Regions from separate parts of the Sus scrofa genome. Here region 2 is linked to region 1. The links are chromatin contacts, called in public Hi-C maps. All regions are on one chromosome and are shown on one strand. Each heading gives the region's core, a stretch centred on a gene start, on an enhancer-like site or on the middle of the called end of the contact. The rest is flanking DNA. Distances are from core to core; before and after follow the strand shown. Region 1 overlaps LUZP1 (leucine zipper protein 1). Region 2 has its middle 55 kb from the start of LUZP1.

Region 1 (6,937 bases), core at 3,089-5,588:
TAATTAAAGTATAGTTGAGTTACAATGTGTGTCAATGTCTGCTGTATAGCAAAGTAACCCAGTCTCAAATATATATATGTATATATATGTATATATGTATATACATACATTCTTTTTTTTTTTTTTTTTGTCTTTTTTTTTTTAGGGCCACACCTGTGGTACACAGACATTCCCAGGCTAGGGGTTGAACTGGAGCTGTAAGCTGCTGGCCTACCCCACAGCCACAGCAACACAGGATCTGAGCCGTGTCTGCAACCTACACCGCAGCTCATGGCAATTCTAGATCCTTAACCCACTGAGCAAGGCCAGGGATCGAACCTGCATCCTCATGGATACTAGTCAGATTCATTTCCACTGAGCCATGAAAGGAATTCCTACATTATTTTTCTCATATTATCTTCCTTTATGTTCTCTTCAAGAGATTGAATATAGTTCCCTGTGCTATATAGTAGGACCTCACTGCTAATAGTTTGGGAGTTCCGGTTGTGGCTCAGCAGTAACAAACACAACTAGCATCCATGAGGACAAGGGTTTAATCCCTGGCACTGCTCAGTGGGTTGAGGATCTGGCATTGCTGTGAGTGAGGTCACAGATGCAGTTCAGATCTGGCGTTGCTGTAGATGTGGTATAGGCAGCTGCAGCTCCAATTGGACCCCTGGCCTGGGAACTTCCATAATCCAAGGGTGCGGTCTCAAAAGACAAAAATAAATAAATAAATTAAAGGTAATAGTTTGTGTCTATTAACCCCAAACTCCCAGTCCATCCCACTCCCTCCCCTCTCCCCCTTGGCAGCCACAAGTCTGAGAAAAATCACTTTTTTTTTTTTTTTTTTTTTTTAGGGCCGCTCCCGGGGCATATGGAGTTTCCCAGGCTAGGGGTCTAATCAGAGCTGTAGCCACCGGGCTACAGCGCAGCCACAGCAACGTGAGATCCGAGCTGCGTCTGCAACCTACACCACAGCTCACGGCAATGCCGGATCCTTAACCCGCTGAGCAAGGCCAGGGATCGAACCGGCAACCTCATGGTTCCTAGTCAGATTCGTTAACCACTGAGCCACGACGGGAACTCCAGAAAAATCATTTTTAATGCTTAAAAAAAATAGAGCAGAAATGGTAATTTCCTCCTAGAATGTGGCCCCAGGCTGATCAAAGCATCATTTCTTTGCTTCTGGTTGGAATTCCCTTGACCTAAATCAGTGTGGTGTGCTGGCCAGGCTGACTTGTTTTTGGAGTCACCCTGGCCTGGTGAGGTACTGCAGAGCCAAAATGACCACCGTGCCACAGCAACAGATTGTCCTTGAGGGGAAGTGAGAATCAGAAGCTCCTCCTTCGGCTTTCATGTGTTGGGTGCTGCCTAGGTACCCAGCACTGTGTGTTCAAAGTCAATCATTTGGTGTAGACTTCAAAGCCCAGCCTGTTCCAACCCTCTCTTTGTTCTTAGGCATCCTTGGCCCCCATAGCCCCAAATAGTCAAAGTTCCCAGCCCCAGAGCCTTTGCACATACACTTCCCTGTGTGATGTGCAGTGAAAGAGCTGTCAGGCCTAAATTGGGCTGTGAGGGCTGTCAGATTCTCTTAATCTCACCATCTCCCTGTCCTGTCACCCAGCTGTCTCTGCCAGAGGGGGAGCTGATCACCATCCACTTGGAAAAGGGACCACTCAGGAAGAGAGCACTAGCAGCGCAGGCTCTGTGTAGAGTCCTGGGAGATGAGATCTTATCTTACATCCATTCTTTGTGTCAGAGGCTAGGTGTCAGGGAGGTGACATGATAAAGTGGCAAAAAGGAGCTAGATTTCCAACAAGGTGTGCCACAACCGAGGCACTGGAAGTTCCCAGGCTAGGGGTCTAATTGGAGCTACAGCTGTCAGCCTACACTACAGCTCATAGCAACGCCAGATCCCCGACCTACTGAGAAATGCTGGGGATTGGACACACATCTTCATGGATACCAGCTGGATTCGTTTTTGCCGTGCCACAGCAGGAACTCCTGCATATGTATTAAATGTATACAGTTGCCCAAGTGCTGTCCCAGAGAAAGCTGTTTTTCCACCTCACCATTCCCACTGGCTAAGGAAAATTGCTCTGAATGAGGAAGGTGCCCACCCACCTTTGATTTCTGCTCTTTTCGCTGGTGCCCCTCCGCCACCTGGTGGTCATACCTAGAATAGACTGGAATTTCTGCCCACTGGTCTGAGGAAGGCCTGAGGTTGGACTCCCTTTGCTAAATTCTCCAGGGTGGCATTTTCATCTCAATCTACATTCCCCTCTAAGACCCCAGGGCTCACCTGCACCCGAGGTTCTGAGAAAGGCAGAAGTTGATTCTGTCTCACTGTGGAATATTGCGTCTGTCACTGCCCTTCTCTGGGCTTAGGTTTCTCATCTGTAAGAAAGGGCCTGGAGGAGTTCCCTTCATGGCTCAGCGATTAAGGAACCCAACTAGGATCCATGAGGATATGGGTTTGTTGGTACCTCGATCATTGGGTTAAGGATGTGGCATTGCCATGAGCTGTGGTGTAGGTTGCAGACGTGGCTCGGATCCCACCTTGCTGTGGCTGTGGCTAGGCCAGCAGCTGTAGTTCTGATTCAACCCCTAGCCTGGAAACTTCCATATGCCACAAGCGCAGCCCTAAAAAGCAAAAAATACAATAAAATAAAGTTTACTATGTGACCTGGGACTCTATGTCCTTCCTTAATTCAGTGGGAAGAATGTAAATTCCAGAAGAGCAGGGAAGTGCTGCCTTGTTCGTTCTCTATCACAAGTGCATAGGGCAGTGCTTTAGATGTAGATGCTTTACTGGGTTTGGGGCCACATTAATAGAAGCACTGTATGTACAATAAAGGAGGTGATAGTCCTTCTGCCCTTGTTTGGAGTCCTGTGTTCTATTTGGGATCAGAACTTTGAAAGGCACATGAGAAAGTGTAACTCATCCATAGGACAATGAACAAAATAATAACTGAAAGGGGGACCACAAATCACATTTTATGGGGAAACAGTTGGAGGAGCCAGAATATTAACTCTGGCATTAATAAGACTCAACGGTACAGCAGAAATTGGCACAACATTGTAAATCAACTATAGTTTAATAAAAAAAAATAAAAAGACTTAAGGGGGTACATGTGTCTTCCTTCAAATATCTGAAAGGGTGTCTGGGGGAAAAAACTGGGAGGAATAGGAATTAGGACTGCTACTTCAAGGGGACAGATATTTCTCTGCATAAAACAAAACTAAAAGACGTTTTCAGTCTGAGCTAGTTAAAGAACAGACTTGAATTTGAATCTCAATCTGTCCCTAACTAGTTTTGTAACCTTGGGCAAATTCCTTCACCATGTTAAACCTTGATTCTCTCAAGTATGAAATGGGTATAATTCAGAGAACGCAGCACTGTTACGACAATGGAATGATACAAAACATTCTTTTGGCTGCGCCCTCAGCATGTGGAAGTTCCCAGGACAGGGACTGAACCCATGCCACAGCAGCGACCCAAGCAATGACAATGCTGGATTCTTAACCTGTTGTGCCACAAGGGAACTCCCTACATTTTTTTTTTCTTTGTAAAGATAACTTGGTAGGAATGGGAAGGAGTCAAGCAGTTAGTGGGACTGTGGCTGGGGAAGTGGTTTAGGCTGGTAGCCAGCAGTACTGGCTCTTGGTCACATTGACTAGAAGTGTATCCTGGCTTTGCAACTTAATTGCTGTGCAGATTACTTAACCTTTTTTTTCTTTCTTTCTTTCTTTTTAGGGCCACACCTGAGGCATATGGAGGTTCCCAGGCTAGGGGTTGAATTGGAGCTACAGCTGCCGACCTACACCACAGCCACAGCAATGCTAGATCCTTAACCCACTGAGCAAGGCCAGGGATCAAACCCGCAACCTCATGGTTCCTAGTTGGATTGTTTCCACTGGACCACAATGGGAACTCTACAAATTACTTATCCATTTTGAGCTTCAGTCTCCCTACCTGCAAAATGGGAATAAGTAGGTCCCATTTCACCAAGTTGTTGGGGGATCAAGGAAGTAAAACAACCAAAAGGTGAACTGCTGCTCTGATGTTAGTGATCTGACTGGGGTTGTCCCTTCCAGTCGATATTCTCCAGGTGGAATCCCTGCTCCCACCCTTGGGAACCAATGCAAGAGGCCCTGGAAGAGCAGGTAAATGCATGATCCTAAAACTCCCAGATGCAGAGAATTGCTTGCATCTGCTCCTTGCCAGGGGCTGTGTAAACAGGACACTGTCCCTTCCTCTCCTCTGCAAGTCAGTCCTTCCTGTGACAGGAAGGTGGCTAGGATGGCACCTGAGGAAGTTGTGGGGGTGGAGCTAAGGCTGGGGTACAGGACAGGACAGTGGTGGACAGGCTGTCTGGCTTTCTAATCTGCTTGTGCACTTTGCTCCCCAGATAAACTGTGAGCTCTGTGGAGGATCCAACTGCAGAACAGGTACAGAAATTAGCCAATAGCCTGGGGAGGTTCCGAGGTTGCCAAATGGTGGCCTAGGGGCCAGATCTAGCTCACAGGCTTGTTTTGCGGTCTGCATAGTTGCACAGTGGTTTGTTTTTTGAATTAGTTTTCAACATTTAAAAATAAAGGGATTGCACAGGAAATCCGAATTCCTACTCTCTTCAAAGGCAGCAGAGGAGGCACATTTCCGTATAACACGAGTCCGTTGGAGCGAACTAGTGGCTGCCACCTTTAGTTAGGGCATAGGAGCTCTGGTCACCAGAGTCTCCACATCTCCCAACTGTATCCCACCCAGTCAGCTTCACTCACTTATGAATGGCCCATACAGTCCCTTGAGTTTGTGATCACTGGAACAGAGAAAAGAGCACTAGCTCTGCAGTATCCGGGGACAATGGGACAAATCTCCACCTGGTTATGTGACTCACAAGTCCTCTGAGCTCTACTTCCCCGTCTGTAAAAGGGGGTAAGGACATGGACTCCTTCCATGGCTGATACAAAGATTAATTAAGAAAATGTTTGTAAAACACCTGAAACATAGTAGGTGCTCAACAAAAATTCCTCATGAATGAACCATGGCCTGGGTTCAATCAATACTCTCCTTGCTTTGAGTTTCTGCTGCAGTACAGTGGGTTGAGTATCTGGCATCATCTCTGTGGTGGCTTGAGTCACTGCAGCAGCGTGGGTTCGATCCCTGGCCCGGTACAGTGGATTAAGAATTCGGCATTATAGCAGCTGTGGCATAGGTCGCAGCTGCAGCTTGGATTCAATCCCTGGCCCAGGAACTTCCATATACCATGGGTGTGGCCAAAAAAGAGAAAAAAAAAAAAAAACTCTCTGATTTTGAATGCTACAATCCTGGGCACAGGGCCAGGTCTCAACAATCCTATAAGGCTGATATTCGGACACAGTCTTTAAGGCATTAGCCTGCTGTGGCCCCCTTTGCCTGGCAAAGCAATAAAGGTATATTTTTCTCCTTCACTGCCTCCAAAAAGACTGATATTATTATCCATGCTATACAGAGGAGCAAACTGAGGCACAGAGAGACATTAAACACGTAAATGGAAGAGCTGGCAGGGGTAGCAAGGGTTGTCTGATTTCTAAACCTGTGTTTTTCCCTCACTGTCACAAACCATTTGGCCTCGGCCACATCCATGGGGGTTAAGAGTGTAGATTCTGGGGTACAATTGTAGGGCTTGAATTCTGGCTCCACCACTTGCTAGCAGTCTGACACTGGGCAACTTATTTAACTTCTTGGCACTTCCAGTATTTTACTTGGAAGATAATAAAGGGATCAACTTCACATGGGTTAAATGAGTTAATACTCATAAAATACTTAGGGCAGTACCTGGGTACACAGTAAGAGCTCAATAAATGCTAGCTGTTTTTATCATTAATTGAGCGCTGGCTATGGGCCAGGTACTACAAGGACAAAGATCAGTGAGAGTCCCTGTGGGGCTCATCGTCTGATGAGAGATCAAAGGTCAGAGTGACGTGCTGTCAGGGAACCTGGTGATGGAAGCAAGGGGGAGGAGGGTGGTTAATTTTACGTGTCAATTTGTCAGGGCCACAATGCCCAGATATTTGGTCAAATATTATTCTGGACGTTCCTATGAGGGTGTTTTTGGATAGAATGGACATTTATTTTATTTTTTAATTTTTATTTTTGTCTTTTAGGGCCACACCCACAGCATATGGAGGTTCCCAAGCTAAGGGGTGAATGGGAGCTACAGCTGCTGGCCTACACTACAGCCACAGCAATGCCAGATCCAAGCCATGTCTGTGACTTACATGGCAAGGTCAGATCCTTAACCCACCGAGCGAGGCCAGGAATCAAACCTGTGTCCTCATGGATGCTAATCAGATTCATTTCCACTGAGCCACAGTGGGAACTCCAAGATGGACCTCTACACCAGCGGACTTTTTTTTTTTTTTTTTTTTTTTGTCTTTTTAGGTTATATCTGCAGCATATGGAGGTTTCCAGACTAGGGGTAGAATCAGAGCAGTAGCTGCCAGCCTACACCACAGCCACAGCAACACAAGATCCAAGCCACATCTGTGATCTACACAGCTCCCAGCAAAGCCAGATCCTTAACCCACTGACCAAGGCCAGGAATCGAAACTGTAATCTCATGAATACTAGTCGGGTTCATTATCACCAGGCCATGACAGGAACTCCCTATGCCAGTGGACTTTGAGTAAAGCAGATTGCCCTCCAGAATATGGGTGGGCCTCATCCAATCAGTTGAAGGTCTGAATAGAACAAAATGGCTGACCTCCCCAAGAAAGAGGGACTTCTCCAGAAGATGGCCTTTGGACTTCATCAGCAACATTGGCTCTTTGATTGCAGACTGCCTTTGGACTCAAGGTGCAACTCCTTTATCTGAATCTTTAGCCTGTTGGTTTTGGATCCATCAAGCCTCTACAATTGCCCAAGTCAATTCATTGAAATAAATCTCCTATATGAATGTACATTCTATTTGTT
Region 2 (6,937 bases), core at 2,423-4,922, 87 kb after region 1:
TTACTTGCTACAATTTTTGCAACTCCAAATAACTTTAGGTTCCCATAGCAACACACTCTGTTCTGGAAACTGACATTGTTTCCTAATCCATGTGGGAAGGAACAAGAGCTTCTCCCAGAAAAAAGAGCAGGTGGGAGAAGCCACATCATGGGAGTGTGAAGGGTGGCGATGGTTACTAATGATTTTGTCCAACCAAAGACAATGAACCTAACGTGGTCACCACTTAAGGGCTAACTAAATCCTAACCATTCTCAATGGGGCCCAAGGAGAGATATTTGCCAAGAAAGTGTCTTCATTTTGCAAGAAATATTATGATGCTTGGCAGGACCAAGGCAAGAAATTAAGAACCTAATCTCGGAGTTCCCATCATGGCACAGTGGAAACGAATCCAACTGGGAACCATGAGGTTCCTTGGCATTGTTGCTCAGTGGGTTAAGGATCTGGTGCTGCCTTGAGCTGTGGTGTAGACTGAAGACTCTGCTCGGATCCTGCATTGCTGTGGCTGTGGCATAGGCTGGCAGCTGTAGCTCCGATTGGACCCCTATCCTGGGAACCTCCATATGCCACAAATGCGGGCCTAAAAGGCAAAAAAAAAAAAGAAAAAAACACACACACACACAAAAAAAACACAAAAAAACAAAACAAAACACAAACCTAATCTTTATCAAGTGAAAGAAACTTCCATTTCATTAAAAGTATATGGTATTTTTCATAGAAAAGATGTTGCAAACCCAAAGGATTCATGTTGGCAGATAAACTGAAAGGCCTATCACATGCAGAATTATTTGGGAGGTTATGTACCGATGTCTGCAGCTTACTTTGAAATGGATCACAGCAATAAGATAGACTGATGAAGGGATGGATAGACATGTATTAAAGAAACCACACTGGAGTTCCCTTCGTGGCGCAGTGGTTAACGAATCCGACTAGGAACCATGAGGTTGCGGGTTTGGTCCCTGCCCTCGCTCAGTGGGTTAACGATCCGGTGTTGCCGTGAGCTGTGGTGTAGGTTGCAGATGTGGCTCGGATCACGCGTTGCTGTGGCTCAGGTGTAGGCCAGTGGCTACAGCTCCGATTTGACCCCTAGCCTGGGAACCTCCATATGCCTCGGGAGCGGCCCAAGAAATAGCAACAACAACAACAACAACAAAAAAAGACAAAAAAAAAAAAAAAAAAGAAACCACACTAAAATAATTATAGAATCCTGGTGGTTGGTATAGGGGTAGTCCTGTGAATTCTTTCAACATTTCCCTAAATCTGAAATTTTCATAATAATTTTGGAATAAACTTAAATACATATACCATTATAAGAACAGAGAAGAAAAAAATTTGTGAGAAAAAAGATAGTTTGTCAGGAAAGGAGAAAAAGAGATAAAAAGTGAAAAGAGAGACAGGATATCTTCAGTGTCCTTCCTGATACCCTTTCTTACCTCTGTCCTTGAGAACTGACTGAGGCAGATTTTGACTGAATGGGGTTGAAATTCTTGAAATATATCTTGGTGTCAAAAGTAACCCAAAGGAATTTTTGAAAAACACCAAATCACTAATGTCTTTTGATATTTTGAAATTGGCTGTTGTTATCCTAACCAATGTTTATGTAAAATAAGATAAGCATCTATAAAGAGTGGGGTAGAATTAAACCAGTGTTTTTTAGACAGGAAGTCCAATATCCCATAAAGGGAAGCTATTAACTTGAGCTATTGAAGCTAACTTTTCAATGTTAGGGCCTATTCAAGTCCTAGGGCTAGTGGATTATACAGTCGTTAAGACTTCTTCAAAGCTGATGCTCATTCCTTTACATATAGAGTTCAAAATAGTGAGTGTCAAGATAAAAAAAAAAACTTAAAAGCTTTGATATTTAAAGAAAAATTTCTGTAAGCTGCCAACAGTTTCATACACAAGACGCCTCTACAAAGTAAAACAGATTAACTGTGGAAATAGTGCCACCTAGTGGACAGAGTGGAGAATAGTCTAACTTAATATCTTTCCTACCACCTCTTTTCCTTTTGGGGAAGACTGCAGACATGTCTTTATTTTTTCCTTTGTTTTTATTTACTCAGTAAACATATATAACAAACCTCTGGAATAATAGAAAGAGCACAGGACTTGGAGGCAGAATCTGTCACTACATTTCTACTTCTTTACATCCCTTGTGTTTCTAGCATGTTTTTACATAATTTCTCAAGAGGACTTGCTCATTATCAAGAGGCCCACGAAATGGTAATTAAGTGATGAGATGGAAGTGTTAGCTAATACTGTGGTGGTAATTATTCTGAAGTATGTAGGGGTATCAAATCAAGACATTATACACCTTGGAGTTCCCCACATGGCGCAAGCGGAAACAAATCCAAGTACCCATGAGGATGTGGGTTCAATCTCTGGCCTCAGTCAGTGGATCCAGTATTGCTAGGAGCTGTGGTGTAGGTCGCAGATGTGCCTCGAATCCTGCATTGCTGTGGTATAGGCCAGCAGCTGTAGTTCTGATTCAACCCCTAGCCTGGAACTTCCATATGCCTTGGGTGTGCCCCTAAATAGCCCCCTCCCTCCCAAAAAAGACATGGTACACTTTAAATTTACACAGTGTTATATGTCCACTGCATCTCAATAAAGCTGGGGGCCAAGGGATAGGAGAGTGGGAAGATGCCCAGAGACCAAACTGTCTTCCATATATTTAAGATAATTGTGGTTCAGTGGTTAACGAATCCAACTTGTAACCATGAGGTTACAAGTTCCATCCCTGGCCTCGCTCAGTGGGTTAAGGATCTGACATTGCCATGAGCTGTGGTGTAGCTTGCAGATGTGGCTCGGATCCCAAATTGCTGTGGCTGTGCTGTAGGCCGGCAGCTACAGCTCTGATTAGACCCCTAGCCTGGGAACCTCTATATGCTGTGGGTGCAGCCCTAGAAAGGACAAAAAAAAAAAAAAAAAAAAAAGATTGCGGCCACCTTGGTCATGTCATGGGAAATCCCACCTTTAAACAATTCCTTTCTTAGGGTCTGCAAGATTCTCCAAAGTATTCTAATTAAAATAAGAATGCCCACAAGAGGAATGACACATTAAATGTGAAGGCTTGGGTTCTGATATCTGCTGTCAGCTTATTAATTATGTGATTTGGGGAAATCACTCCCTTTGAGCCTGCTTTGTTCAGGTATCATCTGGCTACCCTACTTCATAGAGTTGTTCTGGGATCTTAAATCTCATGCCTTCTAGTAACACCCATCTCTGGGATTTGAAGCCCAGCCCAAGCTTAACTTTTCTCCCTTCTTCCCCAACAGAGAGTACTCTGCTTCAGCTCTCTTTGAAGAGTTATAGCAGCAGCTATCAGAAGGGAGTTAGGGTAGAAACAACACTGCAAAGACTACTTTGCTCAAGATCACAAAATAGTAAATTTATAGATATAGATCTGGCTCCAAAGCCCACACATTTAAAAACAAAACTATTTTTCTTTTTCATCCATACCTGCAGCATATGCAAGTTCCCAGGCCAGGGACAGACTCTGAGCTGCAGCTTCAATCTACACCACAGCTGTGGCAATGCCAGGTCCTTAACCCACTGCACTGCACCAGGGATCGAACTCATGTCTTTGCCTCGACCCACCCTGCTGCATTTGGATCCTTAACCCACTGTGCCAAAGGCAGGAACTCTAGAAAAAACTTTCTGATTGTGAATCATGATGCCAATACAAATACATTAAACACAGAAATTAATGAATAACTATAAAGCAAACACCCATGGAATCACCATGCAAAGCAAGAAACAAAACTCTACAAGTCTTCTTTTTTTTGTTTTGTTTTGTTTTGTTTGACAATTCCTGTATATGGATCCTGGCATGTGTGTATATGAGTTTCTCTAGGGTATAACTTTGAGGAGAGGCAAGAGTGTATCATGGAGTATGTGCGTATGTATCTTAAAATTTACTGGGTAAGACAAAGAACAATCAAGTGGTTGTTCTAATTTACTCTGCCACCAGCAGCGTATGAGAGTTCTCATTGCTCCATGTCCTCACCAACACTTGCCCTTGTCAGACTGATTACTGAGGTTGAGCACTTTTGCATGTTTTCACCAGAATATCCTCTTGAAGGTGTGCTGATTGATCATCTTTTGCCCAGTTGTCTACCAGGTTATCCCATGTTCCCCTTGCCACTCTATGCCTCATGAGGGGTTTTAGATATGTCCAAACTGCAAAGAGCAGAGGGAGGACAGGCACCAGGGCTTATTCTTTGTACTACACACAGTGCAGTACTGAGCTGGTCAGAGTAGGGCTTAAGAAATACATGCTGATTGATTGGTAGAGGTCCATAACCCTACCAAAACACAGTTACAACAACTGAAAGAATTTTTCTAAGTTTGGTATAAAATTAATTTGGAGGCAAAACCTGAACTGACAAAAGACAAATTGTAGTTTTTACTTATGTGTTTCCTGCAGAAATGTTAATGGTTAACTATGGATGCTGCCCCAGGCTCTGTTTTGAGATAACACAACGTACAACGTAAGTACCTATGCCCCAGCATAACTTCTTAAAATCTGAAAATGTCTTAATTCTTGAATACATCTGTCCACAAAGATGTTGAATACAGGATTCTGGGCTTGCCATTTATTGAATCCCTGCAGTATTTCTAGAACCGTGGGTAAGTAGGTATCCTACATACATAACAGACCAGTTGTGAGGATGAAAGAAGGTAGGTATTAGCCCTTTCACATTTAACATAGGAGACACCAGAGACTCAGACAGGTTAAGCAATTTGTCTAGTCACACAGCAGAGCTGAAAGTTAGTATAGCTTACAAAATGCATACATGGCATATTAAGGCATAATGGATACTAGCTATTTAAAGATATAAGTGAAACATACTTAAAAGAAGTTAAATCAGTGAGCTAAATTGAATGCCTGCAGCATATTCACTGGGAAATGTGGCTTAGTTGACTAGTCATAGTAACACAAAGCAGAAGGCACCTAGTGCACCCTTTTAAGAGATGAGAACTCTGAGGTCTAGAGAGGTTAAAGGGCATGCCCGGGGCCTCACAACTGCTCAGTCTGAAGAGCCGAAGACATTAATCGTCTGCAGAACCATTACAGGGCTTCCGAACACAGATACCAACCACCAACACTGCACTCTTCTTCTCATGAAATTTTTTTTTTTTCTTTTTAGGGCTGCACCTATGGCATATGGACATTTACAGGCTAGGGGCTGAATTGGAGCTGTAGGTGTTGGCTTAGCAACACACCACAGGTATAGCAACACTTTATCTGCGCCGCATCTGCGATCTATGCTACAGCTCACAGCAACGCTGGGGATTGAACCCACTGAGAGAGGCCAGGGATTGAATTCGCATCCTCACGGACACTATGTCAGGTTCTTAACTTGCTGTGCCACAACAGGAACTCCTTTGTGAACTTTTAAGACAAAGTGAAACCCTAATTTCTGAAAATTTCTTCTTACCTTCCAAATATATGTATTCTTGCCTCTGGTCTCACAGGATGAGATTTTCTTTTTGTCCGTCAGGACCTTCCACTCACTCTCATCTTCCCTGGGGCCTTGGCATCACAGTCATCCTTCCCTCTCTTTATTTTTAACCTTCCTGTTTTCAACTGGGCCTTTCAACCTTAAAAAAAGGGGGTGGTGCTTCCTCCTCCATTCCCTCTGGTTGTTTTCCTCTCTCAGCAAGCTTAAGAGTAGTCTCCACCACACCATTTTCTCACCTCCCACTTATTCCTCAAAGCAATAGCAATTTGCCTCCCTTCCCATCCTCTCTGTGTTCCTCTAGCATTAGACTGCCAATTTCTTTTCTCTTTTTTTTCAGGCTGCTTCTGCAGCCTATGGAGGTTTCCAGGCTAGAGGTGGAATTGGACCTGTAGCTTCGAGCCTATGCCACAGCTACAGCAGTGCAGGATCTGAGCTGTGTCTGTGACCTGCACCACAGCTCATGACAATGCTGGATCCTTAACCCACTGAGCAATGCCAGGGATTGAACCTGAGTCCTCATGGAGACTAGTCAGGTTCGTTAACCACTGCGCCATGACAGAACTCCCAGACTGCCGTTTTCTACGGACACAACTCAACCATCTTTCTCACACTCTGCTGTATTTGGTGCTGTTGAGCATTCCCTTCCTTGAAGGTCCTCTTTCTTGGGTTTGGTGATGCTCCTTTTTCCCAATTCTCCTGGAGGTTTATCTACAGCCTTAATCTCTCACTTGAACTTCAGACTACATGCAGATGGACAGATCCAAATGTAAGTTTCTGGCATCTCTAGACATATCAATCTAATTGTTTTCAAATTCCTTAGTCACCCCTCTCGAGCCCAGGTCTGCTCCTGCAGAGATTAGCTACTACTTACTAGATAATCCAACTAGAACTCTAGTGGTCACACCCAACCCTTCCTTCCCCTGCCTCCAAGTCAGTCCCTAATTCCTGCCTTTACCTTATCAAATAAGCTCAAAGAAGAAGGAAGAGAATTCTCATTCTTCTTGTCAGTTCAGTAGAGCAAATACTTCCAAGCACCTTATATTAAAACTCACCTCAGTTTAGTAATCATGTAGTCTACAAAACTTAGAAAATGCCAATTTAGTCATATTTAGGTCAAAATACTTTTGGAGGAATCACTGCAGGTAACTAAAATCTATCAGGAATTATAAACAAACATTTCTAAATTTACATGTCAAGGGCCAGCTTTTATAATCACGGTTTAATAGGACAGCAATTGGCCCAAATTCATCCCCAGCCCCCACGATGGCCCCAAAGAGTCAGTCTCACTTCCTGGTAGTCTTGCTTTGTGTGGTCTCCTCCCACTGAATGGGGTTGATCTGTGTGATTAATGGGATATTGCGGAAACGATGGAGCCTTGTTACATTATTCCCTTGGGGGTTGAGGAGCTAGGTGCATGTTAGGAAAGAAAACATTCAAATCAGTCCAATGAAGAGGTCCACTTGGCTAAGAAC

What was found. A called contact is a pair of places that touch in the nucleus more often than the background predicts.
Region 2: a Hi-C map of liver shows a contact between it and region 1, with 8 times the contacts expected there. The contact joins two enhancer-like sites. A contact is called at or near these places in 1 of 5 promoter capture datasets (liver) and 13 of 47 Hi-C or Micro-C datasets (brain, embryonic fibroblasts, fetal heart ventricle and 6 more).

The regions. Positions count from the first base shown.
Region 1 is chr6:81,076,248-81,083,184 of Sscrofa11.1, forward strand. All of the region lies in intron 1 of LUZP1 (leucine zipper protein 1), which reads right to left. Among named protein-coding and RNA genes, the nearest start is that of HTR1D, 12 kb to the right of the region's middle. Within about 2 kb of position 4,339, at least 5 of the 83 cell types and tissues checked have an H3K27ac peak or open chromatin away from gene starts, as enhancers often do. A contact at or near this core is called in liver, where this site is marked.
Region 2 is chr6:81,164,164-81,171,100 of Sscrofa11.1, forward strand. No RefSeq gene overlaps it. Among named protein-coding and RNA genes, the nearest start is that of LUZP1, 55 kb to the left of the region's middle. Within about 2 kb of position 3,673, at least 2 of the 83 cell types and tissues checked have an H3K27ac peak or open chromatin away from gene starts, as enhancers often do. A contact at or near this core is called in liver, where this site is marked.